Linked DNA regions of Sus scrofa: region 2 is linked to region 1. Evidence: chromatin contacts called from public Hi-C data. All regions are on one chromosome and are shown on one strand. The core of a region is the stretch at or near the end of the contact, and the rest is flanking DNA. Distances in the headings are between cores, read along the strand shown.

Region 1 (2,655 bases), core at 59-2,558:
CACTGGTTACGAGTGGTACAAGGCTCCTGCCACCTGCCATTGCTGAGACCCTGATTGAGGACTGATGACTGAATGGGAGCCAGGACTGGTCAGCATCATCGCATGTGTTGTGTGGCTCAAAGTAGTGGTGCTAATTTGTATTATCGAAGCCCTTGTCCAGCAGTGGCTGTCTGGAAGGGCAAAGGGTCATTTTCTTTGATTTGCTATCACCAGCCCCAAATACGATATATGGTTTGCAACTAGGCAAGGGGAGGCTCTCCACTCATCTGTTCCTTTAATGAACAGAGGCTTCGAGATCACCTATCCTGTGCTGTGATTATGACCCAGCCATCCTGCTCCCTGGGTTGCGCTCACGGGTTGGAATGAAGAGGGCAGCTTGCCCACCTTCCTTCGAGGAGGTAGGTGGTCCTTGTGCCTAGGAAGCTTCTCAAATCAGTTTGTATCCCCTATGGTGTCATTTCCTAACTACTCCAATGCTGATGAAAAGGAATACTCTGAAACCAAAAGCTCGCCTTTTTTACTTAACAGAATTCATTAAAAATCAAAACTATGAGTTCCTGTCGTGACTCAGTGGTTAACTAATCCGACTAGCATCCATGAGGATGCAGGTTCAATCCCTGGCCTTGCTCAATGGGTTAAGGATCTGGTGTTGCTATGAGCAGCGGTGTAGGTCACAGATGTGGCTCGGATCCTGCGTTGCTGTGGCTGTGGTGTGGACCAGCAGCTACGGCTCCAATTGGACCCCTAGTCTGGAACCTCCTATATGTCGTGGGTGTGGCCCTAAAAAGACAAAAAAAAAAAGCAAAAGCAAACCAAACCCATTACAGCGAATTGAGCAACGTCCCCACCTAAGTCTGACAGAAACCTACTAGGAGGGTTTCAGTGAGATCCTAAATCTATTAAATAGCAAAGCGTCAAGGTACGAGGTCATTTCTTCATAGCAGTTCAACTCTGCTCGCTGTTGTGTAGCCAGAGATGATTCTACATCCAGGGCATACTTAAAACCATTTTCCTCCAGTGACTTAAAAAAAACCATAAATAAAAAGCTTTGGGGAAAAACAAAAGATGTAATCCTCGTCTCCCTCGCTTTCCATGGCATTAGTTTGAGGAGCTGGTATGCATGAAAACATTCTCAGTTTCAATTTAGATCAACCTCTGACTCACGGGGAACAGCTTTTAAATTGTTTTTACAGTTCTTATCAAACAGCTTGGGTCTGTGTAAAGGAAATAGGAATACGGAAACCTCATCACCCCGTCTGTGAAAAACCCCCGTGTCGCCCTGATTGGAGGAAGATCCGATCCTAGGAAGCCTTTCCTGAAGGTTTCCACCATTTCCTGGCTGTTCATTTTAATCACGACATTGTTGTGCTCGTCTATTACTTCATGAGTTTCCCGGGCAAGGGTGGGTGTTACTGATACACGTCTTAGGAAAGCCCACTGGCAGATACTCCCACCCCTGGAAACTGATGTTACAAGCATGCTATTTGCACATCGTAAGCTGAGCTTCCTTGGCAAAGCGCTCAATCAGATATGCAATCACGGCCACGGGCTGAAGTCAAGGCACACATTTTGGGAAACTGTGATATTTTTCCTAGTGTGCTGGATTTCACCCTTATAAAAGAATGGTATTCCAGTTCAACTTACGAGAGAAATGAGGAAATGTGAAAGTGAGCAAGAAGGAGACCATAAAACCACCCAGGCTGGTCATTCAATGATTCCTTTTTTGGTTAGTGGATGTCTATTTCCTGCGTTCCACCAGGTCAATGTTCTTGGGGGCGAATTCGTCTGACAAATTGCCCCTGAGAACGTTTTCCCATCATCAGCAAAAAGGATGCAGCCCTCACGAGAGAAAGGCTAGCTGTGCGGGTATGAAATGTATGTGGGTGACATCTGCGCTTCCATTTGCTGTGGACAGTTTCAACGCTTTCCTTTTAAGCCTTACCCAGGTAGGCACAGATCTTAGGGGATTCATATTAGCTGGACAATGGGGGAAATTCACCCACAACTGCATAAACCAGATGATCGCAATGGCGCTCTCTTGGGTTGAAATTAGCTCTTGTTATTCTGGCTTACTTAGCCCTACGAAAAGATTTAGGGTATAACATTGGCAATGAGAGGTGATGCCTGGTTTGGAGATGCTAATAAAAACCAGCTGATTGATTTGGCTCTTTTGAGTAGAAACTCACCCTTTTGCAGGGAGAGGGAGGAACTCCTTTATGTAGAGGTTCTGTGTTCCTGATTTTTTTTTTTTTTTTTTTTTTTTTTTTTGCCATTTCTTGGGCCGCTTCTTGTGGCATATGGAGGTTCCCAGGCTAGGGGTCCAATCGGAGCTGTAGCCACCGGCCTACGCCAGAGCCACAGCAACGCGGGATCCGAGCCGCGTCTGCAACCTACACCACAGCTCATGGCAACGCCGGATCGTTAACCCACTGAGCAAGGGCAGGGACCGAACCTGCAACCTCATGGTTCCTAGTTGGATTTGTTAACCACTGCGCTGCAAAGGGAACTTCTCTGTGTTTCTGATCTTTTAAAGATGAACGCCCGCCCAACTGCTGGCTGCAGAGAGGGCAAGAAAGGACAGGAAGGGGAAGTGTGTTCGGATCAGCAGTATTGAGGAAGATGAAGGCTTACGCTGAATGAAGGCCCAAGAGTTGA
Region 2 (2,655 bases), core at 87-2,586, 260 kb after region 1:
TTAGGGGTCCAGTTGGAGCTATAGCTGCCGGCCTACACCACAGCTATAGCAACACCAGATCCAAGCTGCGTCTGTGACCTACACCACAGCTCACAGCAATGCCAGATCATTAATCCATTGAATGAGGCCAGGGATCGAACCTGCAACCTCATGGTTCCTAGTCGGATTCATTTCCGCAGTGCCACGACGGGAACTCCCAGCTTTTCTTTCTCCTGGGCCTTAGCTGTGGTCACTTCCCTTATCCCTCTCAGGGAGTACCTGGATATGCTAAAGGACCTTGGTCGGGGTCTAATGTATTTGACATGGTGAGAAACGGGACCTTCCCCTTGCTCCCGTCAGGGATGCTGTCCCACCTGATAAGTTTGCTCCTGATATGTGATTTTATACAGGTCAATGACGTTTTGGGTAAAGCTCTCACCCCAGCAGTGGATTCTGGCCAAACTGTGTTATGCATGTCTGTCTGATTGGAACCGGCAGCTTAACCTTCATTTGGGCTTTGTTCTCACCTATAAAGAAGGGATTGTAGTATATGCCCTCCTTACATGAAGTCACATATACCAGGGTGTTTGTGCCTGAGTTTTGGAAAGCTGAAAGCCTCTCTGTGAGTGTAGGATGGTGTTGTGGCTTCCCTCACCCTTGCTCTAGTTCTGTGCCCGGCCCTGCCCGCAAAAACCAGCTGCTCCTGTTTCTAATGTGACCTGTGCTGGCACCTTGGGCGCTCACACGGTCATGCATTCAGCTGCCACACTGTCTGCCAGCAGCCACTTGGTCACTCACCTGTTACGCCCTCCCTGCTGGTGGGGCTGGGCGGCCCTCCAGCAGCCAGTCTTTCTGGAATTAGGCTCTGCCACATGGTCTGCTTATTGTCACACACCAGGACCTCATAAGAGTACAGTCACCTCTCCCAGCCAGGGTCATAGGCCCTCGGGGCCAGCACTGAGCTGGAAAGGAAGAAAGAGTTGGAGGCCGGCTGGCACATTCAGGGAGGTGCTGAGTGAGTCTGTGTGTGAACGTACTGACTTCAGGGTGAGGCTGAGATGAGCTCACATTTGAAGAATTTGAAGAATTGGGTGTAGGGAGAGGATGTAGAAAGAGGCTGAGGAAAGGTGAAGGGTGTGTTAGTGGATTTGAAAGCAGCTAATGCTGTGTGAGCGAGGAGGAAGCAATTCCAAGATATTCGCGATCTGTGAACTTCGTGTTGCTTGTTTCTTTTTAAGTCACTTCCCTCTCGGTTCCTGCAGCCTGTGTGCGTATTTCCCTCCATTGTGTCTTTTTCCCCTGCCTTTAGCTGGAAGGCTGGAAGGGGGATGGGAGGAAATGCACTGGACTGTGGGAGGGGAGAGAGGGTGGCACTGCCCTCTAGCTGCCACAGCAGAAACTGCAGACAGAACCCTGGTTTCTGTTTTGTCCGCAGAAACCCTAGAAAAACGACTTTTTAAAATCAATTACTTATTTATTTATTGCGTGACACTTGGGGAACTCGATTTTATATGTTTCTTCCTAAAAGGAAAAATGGGCAAATGAGATAAGGGAAAAATAGAGATTTAAATTAAAAAATGAAGGGGATTGTTCATCCGTGAATTTTGATGATGGTTACAATTTTAGTTTTTGGTAATGTAGAACATGATGTGGGCAGCAGATAAGACCATCATAGCCCTTCTAGTAGTGTGCTCATCTCATTCCCCAGGGGTCATACAGTCAGCAGAAGCAAAAAGGCATATTGGTGGGGTTTCAGGCTACGAATGCTCTCTCACCAGCCGCCTAAAGCCTCCCATCACATTTTTTTCTCACCCAGTTCTTAAAGTCCCATTCATCAGGGAGTTGGTCAGAGCTAAAAGGCAGGGACAGACAAATAAGCCAAAGTTAAACTGGCATGTTGAAACCCTAGTGTTGATAACTTGGAGTCCACAGGCTTGGAGCTGGCTGCAGTGCCCTCCCCCTTCCATGCTCCACTTCCAGATGGGAAGCCAGAGAGGTCAAGGGGAAAGGTCAAAGTGAAGTTCTGCTCTGGGAATCCCTGATGTTGGAATTTGTTTATCTTCAGAAAAGAGGGAAATCAGTGAGTCAGGACATTTACAGAGTGAAGTGGATGAAAGGAGGGAAGGAACAAGTGTTGAGTCTGTGAGGAAAGGAGGACGTGTAATTAACTAAGCATTATTATATTCTAGGGATCTTACGTAATTGTATTAGTTATTCCTCCCAGCAGTCCAGTGAGCAGGGCAGTGTTACGTTGCTATTTTGCAGATGAGGAGAATGAGGCACAGAGCATTTCTTTGCCAAAGTCATATGACTTTATGGAGCGTTGTGGGAGCTTTATGAAGCTCCCAGCCTCTGTTCCAAAGCTTGTGTTATTCTCCTAAGGGGAATCAAGAAAAACATATTACATCCTAATGATAAAATACTGCTATACTATTTTAGTGCTGAAGAAGTGTCTGAGGTCGTCTGCTCTACCTCTTTCAATACCTTCATTTCAAAGTTGAAGAGAGCAAATTGCCTAGGGTTGGGCAGGACAGGCTTGGCATGCCTTCCCGTCTCAGTAAAGGGTATTACCGTCTACTAAAGGCTTTTAGCCAGAAGTCCAGCAGCCGTCTTGGTGACCTCCTCCCACCCCCGCCACATCACACATGGGATCCATCTTTAAGTCCTGCAGGTTCC

Evidence for each region. Hi-C and Micro-C count contacts between places; a contact is called where the count stands out from the background.
Region 2: a contact with region 1 is called in a Hi-C map of liver, with 6 times the contacts expected there. The contact joins two enhancer-like sites. A contact is called at or near these places in 1 of 47 Hi-C or Micro-C datasets (liver) and 1 of 2 datasets of contacts at active chromatin or transcription factors (skeletal muscle).

The regions. Positions count from the first base shown.
Region 1 is chr2:129,908,678-129,911,332 of Sscrofa11.1, forward strand. The region is part of intron 3 of MARCH3 (membrane associated ring-CH-type finger 3); the gene reads right to left. Among named protein-coding and RNA genes, the nearest start is that of LMNB1, 100 kb to the left of the region's middle. Within about 2 kb of position 1,309, at least 4 of the 83 cell types and tissues checked have an H3K27ac peak or open chromatin away from gene starts, as enhancers often do. A contact at or near this core is called in liver, where this site is marked.
Region 2 is chr2:130,170,420-130,173,074 of Sscrofa11.1, forward strand. No RefSeq gene overlaps it. Among named protein-coding and RNA genes, the nearest start is that of MEGF10, 54 kb to the right of the region's middle. Within about 2 kb of position 1,337, at least 57 of the 83 cell types and tissues checked have an H3K27ac peak or open chromatin away from gene starts, as enhancers often do. A contact at or near this core is called in liver, where this site is marked.